2 separate regions of the Mus musculus genome follow, and region 2 is linked to region 1. Evidence: chromatin contacts called from public HiChIP or PLAC-seq data. All regions are on one chromosome and are shown on one strand. The core of a region is the stretch at or near the end of the contact, and the rest is flanking DNA. Distances in the headings are between cores, read along the strand shown.

Evidence for each region. HiChIP or PLAC-seq counts read pairs in DNA pulled down with a chosen protein or histone mark.
Region 2: an H3K4me3 HiChIP or PLAC-seq map of pro-B cells shows a contact between it and region 1, with 4 times the contacts expected there. The contact joins two enhancer-like sites. A contact is called at or near these places in 3 of 115 datasets of contacts at active chromatin or transcription factors (embryonic forebrain, pancreatic cancer cells and pro-B cells).

The regions. Positions count from the first base shown.
Region 1 is chrX:11,598,631-11,605,337 of GRCm38.p6, forward strand. No RefSeq gene overlaps it. Among named protein-coding and RNA genes, the nearest start is that of Gm34187, 69 kb to the left of the region's middle. Within about 2 kb of position 2,336, at least 1 of the 459 cell types and tissues checked has an H3K27ac peak or open chromatin away from gene starts, as enhancers often do. A contact at or near this core is called in pro-B cells, where this site is marked.
Region 2 is chrX:12,120,195-12,126,901 of GRCm38.p6, forward strand. It overlaps a transcript of Bcor not described here. Among named protein-coding and RNA genes, the nearest start is that of Gm46687, 31 kb to the left of the region's middle. Within about 2 kb of position 3,062, at least 142 of the 459 cell types and tissues checked have an H3K27ac peak or open chromatin away from gene starts, as enhancers often do. A contact at or near this core is called in pro-B cells, where this site is marked.

The DNA.
Region 1 (6,707 bases), core at 1,086-3,585:
AAGAAACCCTGTCTCAAAACACACACACACACATACACACACACACACACACACACACACACACACACACACATACACACACAAACTATGAGCTCTGGCCTGCATAGTCTCTGAGGTATTTTTTTTCAAAGTGACTTCTGAGATACCCTTGTAGTAAAAGCACTGAACATTCTTGATTCTAGCCCTCCCAGTGAGAGTCTGGGAGACAGGGTCTAAGAGAGAGGAACAGGCAAGAGTTCTGTATTGACCCTTAAGGAGGTGTGTGGAGTACAGCTTCTGCCTACAAACCGATGTTCTAAGCCATTTGAAACTAGAGCAGACCATACCTATGACCCTCATTGTAAGATAACAAATTTACCCACCTCACCTTCTCACCAAATAGTTCCGTCTTAGCTTGACTTTACTGAACAGTAGCAATTCCCTTTGTTATATCTCTACCACACACCACATGAACCATTGAGAAAGTAAGCCAAGACCTGGCTTGGGTAGTCTCTGCTTGAAGTTCATAGAAACTGAGCAAGCTACACAGTTGGGGGCGCTCCCATCTGTAATTCTCTTGCCTCCGGGCCAGTTGTGTGGTCTCGGTCAGGAGCCTATCATCAGTTCCCCCATCTGGCCCAGCAGCCTGTAATATACTGCTACAACAATATGATTTCTATTTGCCTCGCCTTTGATCTCCACTCACACAGTTTCCAACACAGAGCCCCACCCTCTGGTCTATGAACTTTCATGTGGGAAGAATCTTTATATTGTATGTGGATAGTCTACTTCCCCTTCTAGCAGCTTCTTTTTAAGAGCAAGGTCAACCTTTCTATGTCCACTCTACCCACAATACCCTTCTGAGGATGCCCCTTCTACCCAAGTGACTTTGGTCAAAGCTAATCTGACTAGCACTTTAGTCGGGGCTCCCCTAGAAGGAGAAGATGAGGCCAGGATCATGTACAAGTAGTTTTAGGAGGTTATTAGCATCCTGAGATAAGCTGGTCATGAAAAAACAAAATGAGACCAGAAAGCGAGCCAATCCAAGAGCACAGACATGACCACTCTGGCTAACTGAAGCTCAATCTCACTGGAGAAGAGTGCAGAACACAAGCCTTGACCTCAGCCCACCATGGGACAAAGAGAGACTATGAAAGGACTCAGTCGATGTCCTTTGCACCCTAGACTGTGTGTCTAGCCAGCTCCATTGCTCCACTTCTCAGGCACAGGGAGAAGTGAACTCTGTTCATTTGTTTGCACACTGACCTTTTCCCTTTGAGGATCCCATATACACATGCACTTTTCTGCATTACATTCATCCATCACTCGCCACCTCCAACTGCTCATGAATCCTACTCCACAGGTCCCCTTCCAACTTCATGTTTTTTTTTTAAGGACAAAAAACAGAGTCCAATTGGTGCTACTCATATATGCCATAGTGTAGGCCCATATAGTGATGCATGGTCAACCACAAAGGAACACAACTCTAAAGAAAAATAACTATCGCTTCCTTAGACAACCATCAACTGTCAATAACCTCTCAGTTACAGGAGGGGCCTTGGATAGGGCCATCCATATGCAAGCTGGAATGTTGACTGGTGTGATCCTGTACAGGCAACTACATCTGCTGTGAGTTCATGCATATAGGGGTTCGGTCATGTCTAGACGACACTGTTCCAAAGCCCCAGTGCTCCCTAACCTCTGGCTCTTACAATCTTTCTCCCCCTCTTCCAAAACAGTTCCTGAACCTTGGGGGCATAGGGGTGACCCACTTACGACTGACCTCCCCCACAGGTGCTTATTCTTCACACTTTGACCAATTGTGGATGTGTTTGCATAGCAACTGTTAGCAGTCACTCATCATTCATACCCAACTAGGCACAACTCCCCAGGCCCTGCAGTAGTCAGACAAGCTATCAAGCAAAGAAATGTCAGAGTTAAGGGTTGGTAATGTGACTAGCATACATCAAAATGGTAGGCTAAAGAGCTATGAGGTAGAGGATTGGCAGGCAGCCTAATTCACTTGGCAAGCTCCAGGCCAATAAGAGAGACTCTGTCTAAGGAGACCAAGGTAGATGGCCCCCGGGGAATGATGACTAAAGTTTTCTTTTGTCTTTGTCACACATACACATGCACACACACGCACAAATACCATAAATTCAGTCCTCCTCAATTCGATAACCAAACATATCTCCTTAAACTGAAGAACCTCACAAGACCTCTGTCTATCTCCAAGAGTCACCACCATCTGAAAAGTCCCAGCATCTCTCAAAAATTCAAGTTGTAAATCTCTCTCCCTGTACCCAGGCTGGAGAAGCCTCTGAGTTCGTGGCTTGTCATAGAGAAGCCCTTCCCTAGGGAACACTGTGTGAGCAGCTGTCCCCTTCCCCTGCAATTTCCCTTTCAAGTGTATACTTGTTCCATCAAATTTACTTTCATTATTTTTAATTGTATGTGTATATGTCTGTGTGGGGCTATGCTCATGTGAATGCAAATGTACAGAGACCAGAGGCATAGGCTACCCTGGAGCTGGAGTCACAGGCTACCTCATATGGATGCTGGCAACTGAAACTCTTGTCCTCTGGAAGGGTGGTAAATTCTCTTAACTACTGATCTCTCCAGCCCCATGTTCATACTTTTAAGTCACTGTGTTAGTCAGAGTTCTCTAGAGGAACAGAACCTATAGAATATAGTACAAAAGAGATTTAGCTCCCGTACATTTGGGCCTAGGTCATAGCAACGTGGCTAAAAGCACCAAGAATATTGGTAAATATGGGAGCAGATAGTGTGCCCACTTCCAGAAAATGGTAAAGAAAATTGAAATCAGCCAGTGTAACAAGTTCACTTCCTTCTTCTGTGGCAACACCAAGATGAAGAGGTAGGCAATGAGCTCCAGGCACTGTGGTTTCTGCATAGAAATAGCTGCTGGAGGGGCCTGGACCTTCAGTCAGCTCTGCTAGCAGAAAACTGGAGAAGCTGAAAGACTAGGCAGAAGCACTTTCATTTGAGATATCCCTAGCCTACAATAAATGGGTTAACTTCTATAACCAAGTCAGGGGATGTTAGATTAGCCTATATGACATGAGCAGACTAGTGCAACAGTGGCTGCCTGCTATACACTGGAGACACTGAGAACCCGGTAGCCACTTACCCAATGAGACTAAATGTCTCAACAGTCCCAATCTGGCCCTAAAAGCCTGAAGGATTCCTGGAGTGCCTCTGATCTTCAGTCCATGTTGGAAGGTTGAAGATGGTTTCCCTGTCAGTGGGAGATGGTAGGAGCAGCCCAGCAATAGGGAGACACACTCACCAGCAAGGAGTAAAGGTGGGAAGATGAAATCAGCATCTCTTTTTCCTCCAACCTCTTAGAATCCAGACCACTACTATAAAGGGTATCCTACATTGGGAGAGGGTCTTCTCTCTGAAGCCTTCCAAGAAATACCCTCATAAACCTTCCCAGGGCATATCTCTTAGTTGACCCAGATCCAATCCAATCTCGTTGACAAGCAAGATTAACTATCACACCCTTTAGCTGAGGTTGGTTGGATGCAGCCAATGATCTCAGAGTATCTTTCCCATGGTCTTGGTTCAAAGTACTTGTGTTTTTTTCAATGCCGCTACTAACTTCAGAAGCCATGCCTCACTTAGCTCCAACTTTGCATGGGCTTCGCAAACCACACTGCCAGTTTTCTAATCTTTTCACTCTGCTTTTTACTTTTAATTCTTCCTATAACCTGAATAAAATCAGCTAGCAATAATCATACCACAACCTGGATGCTAAGCTACCTTGAAATTCTCTATACTCAATTAATTCATTCATCATACTGAGTGAATACATGAGTGAGTGCGTGAGTGTGTGAGTGAGTGAGAGAGTGAGTGAGTGAGTGAGCAATTGAGACAGGGACTCACCTTGTAGCCTTGAGCAATCTAGAATTTACTATGTAGACCAGGTTGGCCTCAAACTCATAAAGATCTACCTTCTCCTGCCTCCTGAGTGCTGGTATCAAAAGCATGCACCACCATATACAACCACTCATTACTTTGTAAAGAAATATTTATTTGAGTGTGTGTGTGTGTGTGTGTGTGTGTGTGTGTGTACCTGCCCATGGAGGCCAGAAGAAGGTATTAGATACCTCTGCAGCTGGGGTCACAAGCTATGGTGATCCACTTGCTGTGGATGCTGGGCACTGAACTCAGATGTTCTGCAAGTGCAGGAAGCAATCTTGACTGCTGAGCTATCTCTTCAGCCCTCTGTGCATCACTTTTAAAATCATCCTTCCAAAGTCTTCAGACACAAACAAAAGGTGATCAAATTCTTTGCCACAAAGCCAGATAAACAACCTCCAGGCCAGGCCATGATAGAGTCCTTGTTTCCACATGAAGCCTGGTGATCAGTCTACTGTCCATATCCTTATTAGCATTTTGGTCTTCTGAGCACCCACAGGAGTCAACTATTCAATTCTGTTTGGATCATTCTAAGGTTTATGTAGTCCACTTCTACAGTCGCTTCCAAATTTCTCCCATAAACTTATTCTGAAGCCTTCTTAACTATGAGGGATAGTCACCCAAGCAACCCTCACTCCTAATACGAATTTTCTGTAGCAGAATTTGTATTGCTGTGACAATATATCTCATTTTAAACAACTTATTGGAAGAAGGATGTATTTGTGGTCACAGTCTTGGAGATTTCCGTTCATCACTGTGGAGAAAAGGCATCAGAATAGAGCAGCTCACAGTTTAGAATGCCTGCAATGGCTTTCCTTCTTTTAGTTCCTCTGGGCCTTCAGTTTATTGATGCTGCTGCTTACATTCTCTGGAAACACCCTCTAAAACACAGGCAGAGGTTTGCTTTACTAAAGGCCTAGGTGATTTTCAATCTAGACAAGTTGACAACCAAGATTAGCCATCATAAACACGGTCTCAAAAACCTTAAAGCACGTGTCAGGCTCTGTGTTACCAAAACACAGAAAAAGCTTCCATATATTCTTTATTTATAAAGAATATAAGCGTGTTTTCTCAAAGGTCTAAGGACTAGAACGTGCAAGGTTAAGGTACCAACAGATTCAGTGTCTTTGAGGCCCGAGCTCTGCTTCCAACATGGGACTGTATGATAGGAAAGCATGAAGTCACTCTAAGGTACTTTTTATTGTTAGTACATGTGCATGAGTGTGTGCGTGTGCATGTGTGTGGGGGAGTGTACATAAGGAGGTCAGAAGAGTGCATTGTCCTGCAGTGATCCACCTTTTTTTCCCTGAAAGAGGGTCTCTTACTGAGCCTGAAAGTCATCATTTCAGCTAAGCCATCTAGCCAAGGAGCTCCTGGGATCCACTGGTTTCCACCACTTCCAAGCTGGAGTTTCAGCACATGTTGGCTTTTATATGAGTACTAGGGATTTGAGCTCTGGTTTTCTCGATTTCACAGCAAATGCTTTTACTCATTAAGCTGTCTCCTCAATATCTAGAGTTCTGGTATAAAAGACCTTCCTCCAACCTGAAGAGACGCAGTCCTCACCTCCTAAAAAGACTCGCCTCTTAATTCGATTACACTGACTATTAAATTTCAATACAGGAATCTTATATTCTCACCATAGATAGCACTGAGAGACACAGAGACCTCAGCTATATGGTGTGGTTGCTTGAACTGAGAGGCTCATCAAACCTGATGGAGCAACACAGGAAAGAGGTTCATCTGCTAAGACCCACACCCCTTCTGAGCAAGAACATGGAGAAGAGACCATGTCACCCCAAAACTGAGAAAGAAGTCAGAAGCTCTGGAGCCTAATCAGCTTCTTAGAAAGGCTAACCTCTCAATGACTACTGCTGATGCCATACTGTGTCCATAGTGGTTTTACTAAAGGCCACTTTAACTAAACCAATGTAAGTAGGTGTATGTTCCTTCCAGCCCAAAGGCTTTACACCAGACCAACAACTGCTGAAATCGGTGACCATGTCAACATGGTATGGTTCTCACAGTCTTCATAGAAGTATACAGATTTCTAAAGCAGTAGGGTTGTTCCTGATGCCCTGTTCAAGCCTGTCCTCGAATTCCTTCTATAATGCAGTTCTCCCCTCTGTGCTCCAACATCTCTTGCTGCAATATGCTCATGACACGCAGACTCAGTACTCCTAGACTGCTATGAAAGCGTCTCAAGTCAAGGTCCTCATTCCATGACGTACCCTATGGGGAAAGCCTGTGGTTAATCGTGATTATGCTGGGAGTTTCTCATGTCCCGAGAAGAAGGTCTAGTCCTAGCTCTGTAGCCCAGAGGTCAGTGGTATGCCACACTATCATAGGGTTATCCAGGTTCCAGAAGAACCAGCAATGTCCATCTGAGCTCAAAGTCTAGCTGTGTAGTGCAGGCTATCATCTGCGTTAACAGATCCTGGCACTTCAGTTTGTCTTCTCAGGCTCTGGTAGCCACCCATGTATCTGAACTACAGCTGCAAATCCACTCTCTGTCTGGGATCTTGTCTTTCTTTCTTTCTTTTTTTTTAAATTCCAGTTAAAGATATTCATCTCCACATTTTGATATTTTGATCCCAAGCTAGATTAACTCTGTCCCGTGGATCTGATCCAGGAACTCTGGATGTAGTCAGATATTTTTGGTGGTGTTTTAGTTTCCTAATGTACAAATGTAGCTCTGTGGTAATATAGGTTCTTTGACTTGGCTGGAAATTCTGCCTTAGCAGCATCTAATTAATGCATTACCTTAGGACTTTGAAATATTT
Region 2 (6,707 bases), core at 1,812-4,311, 520 kb after region 1:
GAAACCCTGTCTCAAAAACCAAAAAAAAAAAAAAAAAAAAAAAAAAAGAATGGTGAGGGTGGAGGGCTTTGGTCCAGTGTTTTTTGTCCTAACAGTACAGATTAACAGTGAAGAAACCAAAAATATGCTGGAAACTGTCTGAGAGTATCACAGGCGAGTAGCATGTTGGGGTTCCTCCTGTCTCTTGCAGGTCAAACACCCAAGGCTTCAGAGACACAGAGACTCAAAGACAAATAGCTTATTCACAAATACCACAGCAAGGTTGAAACCAACCAGATGTGTGTGAGGCTCAAGTCTCCCTAACCCCCAATGATCAGTTTCTGGGTGCAAGGTATTATTTTTAAGTCAGTTTTGCCCACCAACTAATTTAATGGCAACATTATGGGATGGGCCACGTTGATACTTCCCATTCCGTGGGTGAGCTGAGAGTAACTGCTTAGTTCCACAGTTAGGCAACCAGCCGAGGCAGCGGTTGAACCCTAGCTTCCCCAGACAAACTTTCAGATAGTCTTTACTTTGACATTTTATTTATTTCTGTTTATTTCTAGTGCACATAGGTAAATATGGAGGTCACAAGACAACTGCCACCACCTGGGTTCTGAGGCTAAAACTCAGGCTGTCCTGCTTGGCAGCGAGTGCCTTTCCTTACTGAGCAGTCTCATGCTGCAGCACCCCACACCTACCCTTTTTCCTTCGGCGTTTTGTTTTGTTTTGTTTTGTTTTGTTGTTCGGTTTTAGACCGGACCTTATATCGAAACACAGGCTGACCAAGAAGCTTACTAGATAGCGAGTACGACCTTGAGCCGCTGATTCTCAGGACTCTAGCTCCAAGTCCTGGGTTGTAAGTATGTATCACTATGCCTATGCTTTTGAGTGGTAGTGGTGGAGGTGTTGAGACAAGGTCTCAGGCTGAAGTGATCCTCCTGCCTCAGCTTAGAGAATGCTGGTGTTGTAGGCATGAGCTACCGACCACACTGGGCTCTAGAAGGGTGGATGGAGGGAATAAGAAATCACTACAATCTAAGTGGGGAATGTATTACTCTGTAACAGTTTAAGATGAAGTTAAATTGATTCAGACCTCTGAAAGGCTGCTGAATCCCTTGCAATAGGAATGTTAAATAAATGTTGTGCTTTTGAAAGCCTGCCTTCTGATATAGATGTTCATTAAGACCACTGGGTCTTTTGATTTTTCTTTGGGCTTTGGCTTCTTCAAGGTAAAACTAGTTTTCCAACCCTCTCTTTTTTGGACAGAATTTTTATTTTTTTTCCTTTTTCTTTGTACCTATGCTGACAATTGTGCGCAGGAAGCTGGGAGCAGTGATCCTGCAGAGAAGCAGAGATGGATGAGAGAGTCACGGTCTTCCCTCAACACACTTTGATAGCCTTAGAATTTTTTGCCATATGCTACCCTGGCACCCATCTGTAATCCCAGCATTCAGTGGGTAGAGGCAGAAGGATCAGGAGTCTAAAGCCAACCTCAGCACCATGAGACCCTATCTGAAAACAATGACATTTTTTTGGTCACGTGCAGGTGTTACCCCCTACCATTTTCAATTAATATGATCTAGTTATCTAGGCAGAATCTTGGGGAAGGAAAACATAGGACACCAGCCCCCAAGTCCCCACTTAGAAGATTGGGCAGAAGGTGTTTGTATGTAAGTGGAGCATCGATAAAAACACACCACTGAATTATAGCTTAAAAAAATACAGTCTTGGCCGAGCAGTAACGGCACACGGGAGGCATGAGCAGGCAGATCTCTGTGAGTTCGAGGCCAGCCTGGACTACAGATCGAGTTCCAGGACGGTCAGGGCTACACAGAGAAATTCTGCCTCAAAACTGACCCCAGACCCCCCAACCTCCCCCTGCCCAAAAAATTCTTGGGGTTGAGAAAGGGTTCAGTGTTGTACAACACAGGGGTCTGAGTTTAGATCTGTAGTACCTATATATAAACCGAGTGTATCGCCCTGCGCCTTTGACTAAAATGGCTGAGGCAGGGAGATTCTGAGTTCAAAGCCAGCCTAGACCCTGTCTCAAAAGAAAAAACTATAAAAGTGACTAAGGCTACAGCTCAGTGCTTAAGGAACTTACCTAGCATATATGAGACTCTGAGTTCAATCCTCCAGTACTCGGTGGGATAAGGAAAAAGAGAAAGAAATAAAAAAGTCCTCTGTAGTTGTAGCCTGCTGTTTCAGCTACACAACAAGCTGAGTTAGGAGGACTGAGCTCTGGGCAGCACAAGACCCTGTTTCAAAACATACACATGAGCAGGCCAGGGTGACATGTAACCCCAGGACTTAAGTTCAACAATAGCCTGGGCTAGGATCTAATTCTAAGGCAGGTTGGGCTAAGAGCTAAGAGCCCCCCCCCCAACAAAGACTTTCTCCCAGCTTTTGTGTGAAAGGAAGCAGAATCTTGGAAACCTGAGGTGTTACTCCTACTCCCTTGCAAGAGCCATCAGTAGTATTAAACAGACCAGAGACCAGAGCTAAAGGTAGTGGGCGAATGACTCTGCTCACCGGTGACCCATGAAGAAGCATGTGATTTGACACCCATCCCCCCCCACCTCCTATTTGTATTTCTAGGGAACGTCTGCTTGCGTAAGGGAACACAGAGCACGATCGGACTTTTATTCAGCATAGGATCGAAGTTACCAAGTGTTCACCACTACTCAAATCCCAAAGCTACCAGTCAGGGAACTCAGGCCATGCTCAGTCCCGGGGCCACTCGAAAGAAGGGAAGGGCTCCTGCTCTTTGACAATTTACTCTCTCTCGGAGAGCTCGCGCAGAAGCCTGCAACTATCCACCAGACCAGAATGAGGAAGTACTGTTCTCAGAGGACTGCGGAGGGGCAGGAGGGCTGGCTTAGACTTAAGCTGGCTGAGGAGGGGGGGTGCCCAAATTTGGGGGCAAGGAGGTCTGAGTAGTGGGCTGGAGAGGGCGCACTGCCAGCTCTAGCTGGCTCAGAGCCAGGGAGTCTGACTGAACTTGGGCCAGCCCTGTTGGCCCACAGACTCAGTACGCTAACTGCCTGAGTACTCCCAGCCTCTTTGTTTGCACTTCCCCACAGTTCCCCGGTAGTGTTTAGGAATGCGCTTTGAAGGTTCCAGCGCGTTTCGCCAGTGCGTAGGGAAACCAAGAGCAAAGGCTGGGCCCAGGCCAGATGGCTCGAAGGAGGGCACCTGTGATCACACTGAAACACCCCAAGGGGCAAGTCGAATCTAGGGGGCACAGAGGGAGTGTGCCCAGGGAAGGGGGATGTATTTAAGCCAGTTCAAATTCTCTGCTGGGGGACTCCCTCACAATTCCAAACCTTGGAGATTTCCAAGTTTGTTTTGTTCAGGGAGGCAGTATTCCCTTATCGAGTTCCAGAAAGAGCGGGGGGGGGGCGGGGGGAGGGGAGGGGAGAAGAGGAGAGGAGAGGAGAGGAGAGGAGAGGAGAGGAGAGGAGAGGAGAGGAGAGGAGAGAGAGAGAGCGCTGGAGGGGGGCAGTGCAAGCTTCCCTTTTCTCTCGGTCTGGGGCTAGTCTCTCGGTCAGGCTAGTCCTGACTTGAAAAGCTGCCTTCTTGATTTGCATCAAAATCTCTCTGGCCTGGCCCCCAGGGGAAATAAAGTTAGGCAGGCTTTCCAAGGAAGGGGGAAGTAAAGGACCCATGTGACCCCTGCCACCATCCAAACAGAACAATCTGGAAGGCCCTGGAGCTTGGTCCGGGTTTAGGTTGGAAGCAGAGAGGTCCCTGGCCCCAAGAGGCTGGTAGCCTCATCTTCCTCCTGGAATCCAGCTGCAGGCGCAGGGGCAGGGTAACAGTGACGCTCAGGGAGTGGCTGATTTCCTTCTCCACGTCCTCAGAAGCTCACCCACAGTCCTTTATGTCCTTTGTTATTTTGCACATAAAAGGAAGGAGTCGCCCCTGCTGGGTCATTTGAGGAGTCTAGCACTTGTGGCCCCAGATGTCCAGCATACTGCTTTGCGTAAGGCAAGTGCTTAATAAATGCTAACTGGTTAAAATAGTGAGCCAGAAAGAAACCCTTTCTCCAACCAAAAGTGCTCTAACTCTTGGTACCAACCAGAAGTGCTTGGTACTTGGTTTTACTTTTTGTCCAGTTGATCAAATGTTTTCACCCTCTGAATTCATGAGGGCTTAAAGAAGACCCCAAGATCTTTCTAGATCCACAACCACCACCTTTGTTCGCAAACTAGTCCTTTAGCCCTAGTTCTGATCATCGGGATCCTGCCACCTAGGCCTAGGCTTCAGCTGATCGATCATTCTCTTGTTCTCCCGTGCCTCGTCAGGGTAACTTTACCATACACACTCAGTCACTGGATTCTTTGACACATCTGTTCCTTTCTGTCTCCGCGGCCATTTATACAGTCCCAGCTCCTGAGTACACACACAGGCCTGTGGCACATGAGCAATGACTCCAAAGCCACAAAGGGCACTTGGATCTCCCCCCCACCCCCGCACCCCCTCCCCACCCCCTGCAGCCAGTGTTGTCTAGAGCTCAGATAAACCTCCCTCTTGCTTCCAGATGATGACAAGGCCTGGGTTTAGGGGCCTGTGGTCTCTGGATTTCCCCCTTAGTTCCCATTTCCCCTTATTTCCTTGTGGCCATTGATGTGGTGTCTGAAGCTCTGCTTAGGGTAAACAAAGTGATCAGACGGCTCCCTTTCTTCCCGCTCTCAGAAAAGTCACTTTCCCTGCTTAAGTAATGACTGCCTTTTCCTCCCAGCCTCCTCTCAACCCACATATATTTAGTGTAAGCTGCCCTGGGTAGAGTTTAATTAGGTACCAACTCACCCAGGGGCAAATACCAAGGACCCCTCTCAGGCTGAACAAATGGGACCTATGCTTGATGTAGCCAGCCTACCCCTGGCTGATAAGTGACTGGCGGCTAGCAGGTAGAGGGCTGTCCATTCTGAGCTAATGATTGCCTTAGGCACCAAGTGATGGAAAATCCTGGCAGGCTGGCAAGCTGCAGGGCTAAGCCAGGGACAATTGTATGGACCAGTTTAACATGGCTGCAGGGAGGGATGGCAGAAGGAATGCAGCCTGTGTGTGTGTGTGTGTGTGCGCATACACGCACATGTGCGAGTGCTTGCTTGCTTGTGTGTGTACATGTGTGTGCATGTGTATGCGCATGCATGTGTGTGCCTTTTCTCTCCAGTCTCCCTGCTACCTTTCCCTAGCCCATACTCTTTCCTACCATTTTTCTCTTCTGTTTCTAGCCCACACGAGTTGAAATTAGAAAGGTCTTTGAATTCATTTATTTGTTTTAATAAAGACAGCATTTTAAGCAGCATATTTGCAGCACTTGAGTGTTAAACTAAACACCAAGCCAGCTAAATGTGTTAGGGGGACATGAAAAGTCAGTTTACAAGAAACATATAATTAACGCGGTCTTTGACTTTCTCTAAGCTTTTGTCTGGCGCAGGACAAGACAGAGGCGCCATAATCAACTTTAAATAAATGAAAGATCGCATCCAGGCGAAAGGGGGACAAAAAAGTTTGGAGTGGAAAACAAAGGCCAAAGAAGGAATTTGGAGCATTGGAATAAATATGCTTAGAAATACATCTTTTGTTCCTTTCCGTGTAGTCAATATCCATTTTCTCCTTCCCAATTGGAAGGTTCTGGACTATACCTGTGAACAGCCACAGAAGCACAGGCCTGGTGGGGGAAGGGAGGTGAAATGAGGCACCCACAGGAAACGCATGGGAGTTTCAAGAGGTTGATAAATCCAGGCTAATGGAAATTACTATTGCACAACCCGGGAGTCTTCACGTGGCCTGACTTCCAATAAATGGTTCCCCTCCTCACCCCTTGGAGAAAGTGAAATAAGACATTAGACTTTCAATAATCTCATATGGTGATGATCAATCAAAACCCAGAGGAGAAGGCCAATTTATAGAAATTGTATCTGCTTCACTGGGCGAGTGGAACCAGGGAGCTGAAAAGAACACTGTGGTCGCCTTTGATGTGTGAAGTTGCTCCCAAATGACAAACGCCAAAAAGCACTGCCTGTACACATGGGGTCTTTTCAAAGAGGGTGCTCCACAGAGGCCCGTCTTGGGCCGCTCACTGTGGGGACCTGCTTAAAGGGAAAGCACATGGTTAGGCCACATCAAAGCCACTCCTTTCTATTATCTGTTGGTTAGTTTAAGTTGGAGTTGCCATCTTTCTTATTTGTTTTATCGCCACTGAAGTTTATTTGCTGAATTAACTTTTAATGGACCCTCGACTTTGTTCTTCAGAGTTACCTTCTAATACTTGGGCCTTTTTAGCTGGGCTCCTCCAGGCTTTGTGATCAGGTTGCCTTTGTGACCCTAGGCCCCCATTCCCTCCACCCGGATCCTGGAGGTGAAGAGCTCAGCCTCTGTTAACTCCTTGACTGCTGGTGTCTTTTTGTGTGTGTGGCTACTAATCACCTCCTGTTGATCACTGCCAAGTTCTCAGGTTGGAGGAAGGAAAAAGGATCTCTTGACCATTCTGACTGGCTTTCCACATGAGCCTGAAAATGTCGACAAATTTGAAACATCTGCCGGGCTGCTTTGGTCTGATTGCTAAAATATGCCGACCTCAAGCCCCCTACCCCCGCCCTTTTTAATCTGTTTCATATTCACAAATTAAGCATTTAGTCTGGGTAATAAATCAGGGCGGTTTACGAGGCTCACACGAGACAAACAAGCGAGAAGGGCGCAACACAAGCCCT